Regions from separate parts of the Mus musculus genome. Here regions 1 and 3 are each linked to region 2. The links are chromatin contacts, called in public HiChIP or PLAC-seq maps. All regions are on one chromosome and are shown on one strand. The core of a region is the stretch at or near the end of the contact, and the rest is flanking DNA. Distances in the headings are between cores, read along the strand shown.

Region 1 (3,243 bases), core at 405-2,904, 390 kb before region 2:
CTGAGGATGACATTGAAGGTTTCCTCAGGGGAGCACAATAGGCCTTGGGAGGAGGGTGTTGGGGCAGGGGAAGGGCTGTATGGCTCAGCAAATTATTCTTATTGTCATCTTTTATTGGTGGGCTGTGTTTGAGACAGGATTTATCTTCGTAGCCCTGGCTGTCCTGGGACTCACTCTGTAGTAGACAAGACTGGCCTTGAACTCAAGAGATCTGCCTGCCTCTGCCTCTTGAGTGCTGGGATTAAAGGCATGTATCACTACCTGGTACTTACTATCCTCTTTTATTTTCATTATATTTTTGTAGTATTGGTGTTGGAATCTAGGCCCTTACAGATGTTAGGCACGTGCCTTATCACTGAGCTACACACCCCCAACCCCAAATCTGGCTCATTGGTTAGGTGCTTAAAAAAAGGACCGGCCAGCAAGCAAGTGGGCTGAGTTCATACTATGATATGGAAGCAGACAGACACCCTTCCATCTCTGAACATGTTTACCCTAGGATATCGTGGGAGGAAAGAGCTCCCAGAACATTTCTAGTTTGGGAAATTGCAGGTAGACTAGCTATACTCCAGGGGGGGTCTCCTTAGTTTCCCCATCTGCAAAATGGGGGCAGTGGGTTCTGGCTATTTGCAACATTGCAGGATACTGTTGGGAGGGGCTCCACCACTCAGAAGTACCCAGGAGCTTCTTCAGAAAGCAGTATGTTTAGAGCTTGTAAGAAATATAACCGATCAGGGTTCCTGAGACCCCAAGAAAGCTATACTTTTAGTTTTCTCCTCTCTCTCTACTATTTAGCCACCCCCCAACACTGAAGCGCTTAGATGGAGCCTGGGGCTCTGAGCTCAAGGGCCTTGAATTCCTCTATTCCCCCACCCCCACTTCTGCATTCCCCCCCTTCTACAAGGGAACTATTAATTGTAATTTAAGCCTCCCAAGTTAAAAGCAGCGTGTAGATTCAAAGATTCTTTCATGGCAATTACACATCGTTTCTGGCTGCACTTTAGTGCCGGGCTTTTATCTGTTGTTCTGGGGGAATCACTTACCGGCCAGAGCGCCAAGCTTCACACAGATTTCTCCCTGATTATGTTTAATGGCAAAAGGAGAGTTAACTCTCCGCCCTCCTGAGCAGTGACAGGAGTTCCCCCACTTGGCCAGACACAGCAGGGAAGAGCCGGGCACTTGGGAGTTGCAGGCACCTTCATGTTCAAGAGTCATTTGTACAAGGCTTTAAGGGGACCCGTGTGGTTCAGGGCAGGCAAGGAGCGTTTGTTGATGTTTTAAATGCCAACAGCAGCTAATTGCTTACTCTACACATTCCATAACAATGGGAGACCTCTAGGTACCAGGCTCTGGGCTGGCATCATCTCCGTATTTACATTGCAAGGTGCTGGATCTTTATGGACATATGGACAGAAAGACAGACAGACAGACAGGCACACACACACCCCACCTCCATATGCAGGGACATAGCATTTGAGCCCTCATCTCAGTCACAAATGTCCACTTGGACACTTTTCACACAGAACCTTCTCTGCTCACGTGTTTGCCGGCCCCTCGCATAGTTTGAGAGGTCACAGGAACTTGTTGTGAGTCTTGGGACAGCATGGGATGGAAATATAGAGCTGGGTCCCTGTGCCCACTTCCACTGTCCTCCTGACCCCCAACTGTCATTCCCATTTGGAACTCTAGCCTTTGTGCCTCAGCTGGGTAGCCATCCTGTGCTATGGGTGTGACTGTCAATTTCAACTACAACAGCGTTCACATCAGGTCTCCTCTGAACCTTCTCCAGTGGGTTTTTCCTTGTCTGAGGTCTTGGTGAGACCTTCCATCTCAGGACAAGAAAAGGTCATGGTTATTCTTGGGTCCTGTGTTCTCTTCACTTCCTGCACCCAGTCGTTGGCCAAACATGCTGGCTGCACTTTAAAAGCGTACCTCTGAGCCCCCTTTGTCACCGGTCACTGCCACCCTGGTACATCCTCCTCAGCTGGCTCTCTGCAGTGACTTCCAGGCAGATGGCTCTGCTTCTGCTCTTGGTCTCTATAGAAGTCTGGGGAGGGTTCATTTCAGACCAGGTCCTCCAGAGGACCTTATAGTGGCCAGCAAGTTCTTATGTGCACTGTTCTGTGTCATCCCATCTCACCTAGTTTCCACGTGGGTAACTCCCTTACAACCACCTTCAAGTCTTTGCTCAAATATCACTTCTTAATGAGGTTGTCTCAAGTATCTTCTTTGATTTCACAGCCTGCTGCCTTTTGGGGCCCTGCCCTCTGATCCTTCTTCCTCTGCTGATTTTTGCTTCTTTTCTTGCCGTCCTCTCCCTCCCCTAGAAGATACCCTTCCCAAAGCAGGTTGAACACACAGAGAAAGAGACTGTGGTAGAGAATTTCCCTTGGAGGGAGTGTACTGGGAAAGGCTCTCAGACCTGTGAAGGAAGCAGCCCAGGACAGAGGAAGGGCTGCCATCTGATGCAGTCACAGCAAAGGCTGGAGCTGATGTCCAGGGACCTGGGATCCAGGGGAGCTTTCAAAGTGGCCAGGCATTAAGACAGGGCATGGACATTTGTGATTCTCTACTGAGCAGACATGGGATGAAGGCTCTCCTAGGGAAGGGAGTAGCCGTAGGTGAAGCAGCTCCCTTTTCAGAGCAGTTTTGCAGAGAGACTGCTGAATGGCCATCCATCAACACTCCCATAACAAGGGAGAGGAGTCTCAGTTCCAAAGTGGGGAACTGGGGCAGACCAGAGAATCCATTATACACTTAAAATATACAAATGAGTATTGACATATTATATTCATTATTTCTTTTTCTTTCCCGCTCTATAGGGAGTTACACGAGGGAACGGCTGTTTGTGGCTACAGCTGCATGAGGTTTCTCAAGTGCTTGGGACAGTAGGTCCTCCATAAATGTTTCCTGAATGAATGAATGAATGAACGAATGAGCCAGTTCAATATTCTCTCTATGTCTCTCTGTGTCTCTGTCTCTCTCTGTCTCTGTGCCTCTGTGTCTCTCTCTGTCTCTCTCTCTCTGTTTTTTTTTTTAAAGACAGGGTTCTCTGTATAACAGCCTTGCCTATTCTGGCATTTGCTTTGTAGACCAAGCTGACCTCAAATTCAGATATCCTCCTGAGTGCTGGGTCTAAAGGCATGTGCCACTGTGTCAGCTGCTGGTTCAATCCTCAGTGTCCTTATTTGCCTCAATCACCACCCTAACTGGAATCTTGGTTCCAGTTCTGACACCAACCAG
Region 2 (3,155 bases), core at 157-2,656:
GGGAGGATCTTTTCAAATCCTTGATAGCCATTCTCCTTGAGGGAGTCTGTTCTAGGAGTCATAGAGTACTTACAGTCATTTAAGACAAATATTTAACCCATGATTGAAATTATGCTTACAGAATAAAGGAGGCCTTTTCTTAGTGATAAAAGTAACATTAGAATGTATTGTGCTAAAGCAAACACATGCACGAAGTATTTCAGAACCCTGCTAGAGTTCTAGTCTGCAGAGCAGAAACACTCTGCAGGTCTGGGGTGATGGTGAAGTTGGTAAGGCACTAGTCTTGAAACCACAAGGCTCCCCAGAGTTTGAGGCTCACCAGAACCCTGCCAAGCCTGGTGTTGAGGCTTGTAACACCAGCACTGAGGGCAGTTAAGGTCCTCTGGAGAGCCGATCTAACCTAAATGGTGGGTTCCAGGTCAGTGGGAAACCCTATCTCAAAGGAGGTGAACACCATTCCTGACGATGGCTCCTGAGGCTGTCCACTGGCCTCCACATGCACACATTTACACCCACATACGTGTGTGTGCATGCACATGCATATGTCCCGGTGTCTCCACGGGGACATTGCAGAGGGGGATTGGCATGGTGAGCCTGCCAGAGTGTTGCCGTGCCTTGTCTGCTAACACAAACTCCAGCCTCTCATGGGACCTCATCTTCATGATGGACTCGGCCACATGTCACCTGGTACAGGGCATCTCAGGCACCTGTGTTTCCTGGTGCCTTTCCACTGATCTCCAGTCCAAGAGTCCCAGAAATCCCAGGGGCGGTCAGACTGCTGGGACAGTGAATGGAGAAGGAGACCTTAGCATTTTTGGCCCCTGGGGTACACTTTGGCTCAGAGGATCGAGAAGGAGGCTCACAGTCAGCTTTGGCATAGAGGTGCAGCCCACTGACTGGGAGTAGGAAGCCTTAGTGGATGTTGCTTTGGTTATCCCAAATCCCAGAGCATAATAGTGACTGGGGCTAGATAAGAGCTGAGGACACTTCTCAATCCTCCTAGGTCCTCAAGAACCCTTGAAGTGACTTGAAGGACCAGGCCTAGCTACCAAGGAGACAGAAAACGCAGGGATGTGAGGGGCAGCTGGGACTGGTAACAGAGGGTGTGGGGAGATTAGCAGGGGAAAAAATGGAGGCAGCTAGGAATGGACAGGACAGGGAGGGGTGTTGCAAAGACGGAAGAGAGACCTGAAAATAGACAGAAACTGGCAAGACCTGACGGGCCCAGAGTGGTGTATGGGAAAAATGTATGGAAAGCGCTGATGCAAAGAATCTAGCTGGGTGAGTAAGATGGAGGGGGCGCGGGGACCCGGGCGCCTGGCGAGTCTGGGCCGCTGCTACTCAAACACAGGCGCGGGCGCCCTTTGGAGAAGTCGGCGCTCAGCGGAAACGCTAACTCCGCGGGCAAGAGCAAATGTAAAGAGCCCTGAGAGCACTTTGTGCAAATATCAGGCCGGGAAGTGCTGCGCCCGCGGAGCTGCCGGGCACCTCGGCGCCCCCGCGCCCTCGGCTGCGCGCTAATTCACTTTGCCGTCACCTCCCCGGGCGGGGGGCGGCGGGGCGCGGGCAGACGAAGCGTTCTAAGGGCGCGGGGCAGCTCGCGGGGCTCTGGGGCCGCGGCCCTGCCTAATGGAGCAAAAGACAGATCAGCAGAAGCCGGGCAGGTGCAGCGGGAGGGCGAGCATCGCCAGCGGTAAAGTCAGAGCCAGAGCTGCAGGGAGGACTGACTGTGTCGGGGGTCCTGTCCTTGAATTTGGGGGCTCCCACCTGTAGGTGGTCAAACTCTCTCAGCAAGACCTCCTGAGCCTCTGAGAGAAAAGGATGAGATGGAAAGGGATGCTGGAGAGGAACGAGGTTCCTAAATGCTCAAGGGCAGTTAACCATTTACCACTGTATAAGTGTCTGATGTGTAAATGCAATAATGCTTTTAACAAAAGCCCACCTTACAGATGAAACGGTTAAAGCACAGAGAGAGCCAGTCACCCATTCAGGGTTGCACAGACAGTAGCTCGCTGGTGAACAGTCTCAATCTGGCCTCAGAATTTACTCTCGAGCCCCTGACAGGGATCTGTTTTATGGATGCATTCATTTTTCTTGGGAGGGAAAGGAGGCTCAAAACTCTGGAACTGTGAGCCAGGTAGTGAAGCCTCAAGACACTAAGGGGTCGGCTCAGAAAACACGAGTGTGGGTGGATTCGCGGGACTCCAGTTCAATGTCGTGTTCACCACTAAGATGTTGAGAAATGGATTCAGCCTATGGTCGCGGGCCTATCAATCAACCTCACAGGGTTATTGTAAAGATTTGGTTAGAAAGCGTGCATGAGGAGCCTGGCCCGATATCAGCCTTGGTGAATTTATTTGATTGATATTTACCAAGAGTGGGCTCGATGCTCTTGCAGGAAACAGGGGTTAGTTCCCAACACCCAGGTCTCATGACTCATAACTGCCTGGAACTCCATTCCCTGTGGAACCAATGCCCTCTTCTGGCCTCTGAGGACACCTGTATATACCACTACCATCCCCGCCCCACCCAACACAAATGAAAGTAAAATAAACCTTACAGAAATAGCTGTACTGGGGCTGGAGATGTAGCTCAGTTGGAGAGTGCTTGCTTAGCATACAGGAAACCTTAAGTTCATTCACCAATCTCAGTATAAACTGGGTGTGATGATATATACTGTGATATATACTGTGATATCAGCACTTGAGCGGTAGAGGCAGAGTATCAGACACTCAAGGTTACCGGGACTACATCTCTAATTTTAGGTTAGTGTTGGCTACAAGAGAGTTTCTCTCAAAAACAAAACAAAACAAAAAATGATCTGTACTGGATCCTTACAAAACAGAGATGCCTAAGCTAGAGATCTCACCCCCAATGTGAGTTTGTAAGACAGGAGACCGGTCAAGTGAACAATGTATTCAAGGTTATCCTTAGAGGAGGAGGGAAATGTCTGGAAAGTGCCCAAGGATCCATCCAGAGGACCACATGAATGACGCCAGGAAGATCTCTCTGCGGAAGGGCAGCTGATGGCAAGAGATGAGGTGGAGCCAGTCAGAAGAAACAGAATTGCAATTATGTCCTGGAGAGAGCATAGCCAAAGCCAAGGTGCTGGGGCAGGAACAAGCTTGGCGGGCGCCAGGCATTGGTAGCGGAAG
Region 3 (3,208 bases), core at 136-2,635, 450 kb before region 2:
TTTAGCACGCAGGGGTATGGAGCTGTGTGTCACTGTGCCTGGGGTGGGGGCTTTCAGCAGCAGCTCTTCTTCTGGGACAGTGGGTGGAGGACATCTGTGCTCAACACCAACAGTCTCAGGCCCCATGCCTGTTAGGAGCCTAGGGAGTTTGAGGGAGAAAGAACATGAAGTGCTATTGAACACCAACTGTGTGTCAGTGTGTTCCTGGTCTCTTCTGCCCATGATGTCATTTCCTCTCTAGGATAAGCTCAGGAGGAAGGAGTTATCACCCCCATTGGCAGGTGAAAAACAGCTTCACAGATAAAAATTCTGTCTGGATACGGAATACCTGTATTCATGTATTCATCATTTAATTGTGTGTATGTGTGCACGTGCGCATTCATATGTGCATGTATAAGACCCCATATTCACTTATTCACCATTTAATTTGTGTGTGTGCACATATGTGCATGGATATGACCCTGTATTCATTTATTCACCCTTTATATGTGTGTGTGTGTGCACATGTGCATGGGTAATGGAGACCAGAGGGTGACTTTAGATTTTATTCCTTAGGCTCTGTCCACCTTATTTTTTCGAGGCAAAGTCTTTCGCTGGGATCTGGGGTTCACTGATTAGGCTGACTAGAGAGCCCCAAGGACCCTTCTGTCTGCCTGTCCTTCCCAGGGCTGAGATTACAAGTGTGTGCCAGCATAGCTGACTTTTCACGTGATTGAACTCACATCCTGTGGTCGCATGGCAAACACAGTACCATCTCCCTCAAACCCCTGCTTCTGTCTGTTTTGTTTGTGACCCAGGCTGGCCTCGAATTTGTCATCCTCCTGCTTCAGTCCTTAGAGTACTGGGATCACAGGCTGGAGTGGCCACACCCTGGTCCTGACTCGGAGATTCTTAATCAGGATCACTGTGTGATTATGTTGAGGCTTGGGCCTCTCTGCCTTTTGCAGAAGGGGAACCTGGACCCAGGTCAGAAACCAGGCCTGCAGTTTCCGCATTTGGCAATCTCAACCTGTTTGCACCAGCGTTCCCGAATCCTCAGTGAGAAGGGCACTTGGCAGGCTTACTAGGAAGGGCTTCCTGCGGGCTGCATTCCTGCTCGCTGTCCTGGAGGCTGATGGGAGCTTCACAAGCCCCCCTTTCAGAGCACCCAACAAGGCCCCTTCAGAGCCTGGGCTCGGCTGTACAAACACGCACATCTGGGCTGCTGTCCGGAGCAAGGCAGCGGAACTCCCCCACAGCTGGCCCTCTGCTCCTGACCTTCAGGACAAAGGGAGGCTTTGGCCATGTGGGGGCTCCCAGGAACTTGGGGCTCTGGAGGGTACAGCAGGGAACAGCTTTCTCCTTCTGCTGCCTGGAACTCTGCCTTTGACAGCACTTCCTGCTGAGGGCATGCCCTTCCCCCCTGGAGGGTTGGCACCCATCAGGACTGGGGAAGACAGAACAAAGGCTGTAGGCAGACAGGAGCCAAGTTAAAGGCACAGAAGAGCCAAGCAGCCCGCCTGCTGCAGGCCCAATCCTCTCAGAGTTTGTAATTTTGTGGAGTAGAAAGACAGAGATCAGTCATAAAAACAATAGGAGGTGCCTCTTACACGGGGTGCCTCTTCAGCTTCCGGGACTGGCTTGGGTGCTCCACACATCTCTTCTTCACAGAAACCCTACTAGGGGGCTGCTATTTTAAAGATTTTTCATTTGAAGTGCAGAGAATTAAGGTGACTTGCTGAAAGTCACACAGGGCCAGGATTTGAACATGGGCAGTGTACACTCTTATCAGTGATTCACCTTTACAAACTATCACAGGGGCAGTGCCAGGAAGAGCTGCGGGGGGTGGGGGAGGAATCGGGTCTGAGCTGCCAGGTGAAAATTGTCGTGATGGTTTAGATAGGAACTGGCAGCCATCCGGCTTGGACTAGGGCAGCAGCGAGAGCATGGGAAGGAGAATGGGCCTTTCCATGGGAGAGAGAGACTCCGGGTGTGGAATGGCATTTGCTGGTGACTGGGCAGGTGTGTCAGTGAGGGTGAAGGTGGAGCTGATGACCCCACCCAGAGCTTGGGGCATGAGCCAGCCAGCTTCATCAGCTTCTATCCTGGCCTGCTTACCAGGCCCACCTTGGCTTTTTTTTTTCTTCTTCTTCTTCAGGAAGATGGGAGAGGTGTGTGGGACATATTTGGCGCTCCTGACATTGTAATACTCTAGCTGCCGAGAATATCCTCAAGGGCTGGTTGGGAGAAGGTGTGTGTGCTCAGAGGAAGCCTAGAGATGGGCCACAGACTTGAATCCAGAGTCCTTGGATGATTTGGGGACTCCGGTAACTCACTTAAGACTATGCCTCAACTTCTGACATAATGCCTTACGAAATAACTCCTTATCTCCCAAGGGCGAGGATGGTCAGGACAGAGTACCTCAGAAGTATGGGGCTAGGGGTCTCTGGGCTAGTTTAGCTGCCTGTCTAGCCCATTAGGGGAGGCTAGCTGGGGCAGGCTCAGGAAGTCTGGACACTGGGCTCCAGGATATGATATAAAGTTGGTTGTTATGCCTTCTTTATTTTGGGCCTTAGTTTTCTGACCAGCAACATATCCCCCTCACCCCAGAGGTTGGATAGTCAGGGTGGTCTTGCCTGAGGTGGAGAGAACAGTAATGCACACTTGGCTCCAGGGTTCAGGCTGGATCCCAATAACATCTTTTTCATACCAAGCTCGTCCATTCTTTTAACCATGCTTACAAAGTGCCAGGCCCTGGCTGGCAATGTAACTCAGTGGTAGAATGTTTTCCCAGCATGCTTTATCCCACAACCCTGGACCATGACACAGAACAGCACAGAGTGCTAGGCGGACCCTGGCCTTTAGCCTGCAACACGGTGGTGACTCAAGGTTGGCAAGGTCCTAGCTTCCCGAAGCACGCTGTGACAGACTGAGGAGACACAAACAAAACCAAAAACTATCACCAGAATGCAGAAACAACAGACTGCTTTACAGGGACATAAATGGGTAAATAAGTCAAAATCAAATTTCTAGTATCAAGGAGAGACCAGAGAGGGCCTTCCTCAGGTGCTCAGGGGAAGGCAGGTCTCGTGGTACTGTGTCACATGGGCCCAGGGATTGGCTGATGAGTTACCATCTTGAGATGCTTAGGGAAGAGCTAGCCAGTGCAAGGGGCTAGGGTGCAGTAGGAGAGAGAACACTGGGAAGTGGGAGAGAAGCCAGGTTGTGT

The links. HiChIP or PLAC-seq counts read pairs in DNA pulled down with a chosen protein or histone mark.
Region 1: an H3K4me3 HiChIP or PLAC-seq map of forebrain shows a contact between it and region 2, with 5 times the contacts expected there. The contact joins the promoter of 4933407E24Rik here to the enhancer-like site in region 2. A contact is called at or near these places in 1 of 484 Hi-C or Micro-C datasets (bone marrow-derived macrophages), 6 of 115 datasets of contacts at active chromatin or transcription factors (embryonic basal ganglia, embryonic forebrain, embryonic stem cells and 2 more) and 1 of 9 other capture datasets (embryonic stem cells).
Region 3: a contact with region 2 is called in an H3K4me3 HiChIP or PLAC-seq map of forebrain, with 7 times the contacts expected there. The contact joins two enhancer-like sites. A contact is called at or near these places in 2 of 39 promoter capture datasets (cranial neural crest and maxillary cranial neural crest), 1 of 484 Hi-C or Micro-C datasets (nephron progenitors), 7 of 115 datasets of contacts at active chromatin or transcription factors (embryonic basal ganglia, embryonic forebrain, embryonic hindbrain and 3 more) and 1 of 9 other capture datasets (embryonic tail).

Annotation. Positions count from the first base shown.
Region 1 is chr4:124,567,590-124,570,832 of GRCm38.p6, reverse strand. It overlaps 4933407E24Rik (RIKEN cDNA 4933407E24 gene), which reads right to left and starts at 1,654. Exons shown (of 3, transcript NR_045819.1): 1 at 1,540-1,654. The region is part of intron 1 of Gm2164 (predicted gene 2164); the gene reads left to right.
Region 2 is chr4:124,177,067-124,180,221 of GRCm38.p6, reverse strand. No RefSeq gene overlaps it. Among named protein-coding and RNA genes, the nearest start is that of Gm40242, 94 kb to the left of the region's middle. Within about 2 kb of position 1,406, at least 19 of the 459 cell types and tissues checked have an H3K27ac peak or open chromatin away from gene starts, as enhancers often do. A contact at or near this core is called in forebrain, where this site is marked.
Region 3 is chr4:124,622,403-124,625,610 of GRCm38.p6, reverse strand. All of the region lies in intron 1 of Gm2164 (predicted gene 2164), which reads left to right. Among named protein-coding and RNA genes, the nearest start is that of Gm2164, 33 kb to the left of the region's middle. Within about 2 kb of position 1,385, at least 46 of the 459 cell types and tissues checked have an H3K27ac peak or open chromatin away from gene starts, as enhancers often do. A contact at or near this core is called in forebrain, where this site is marked.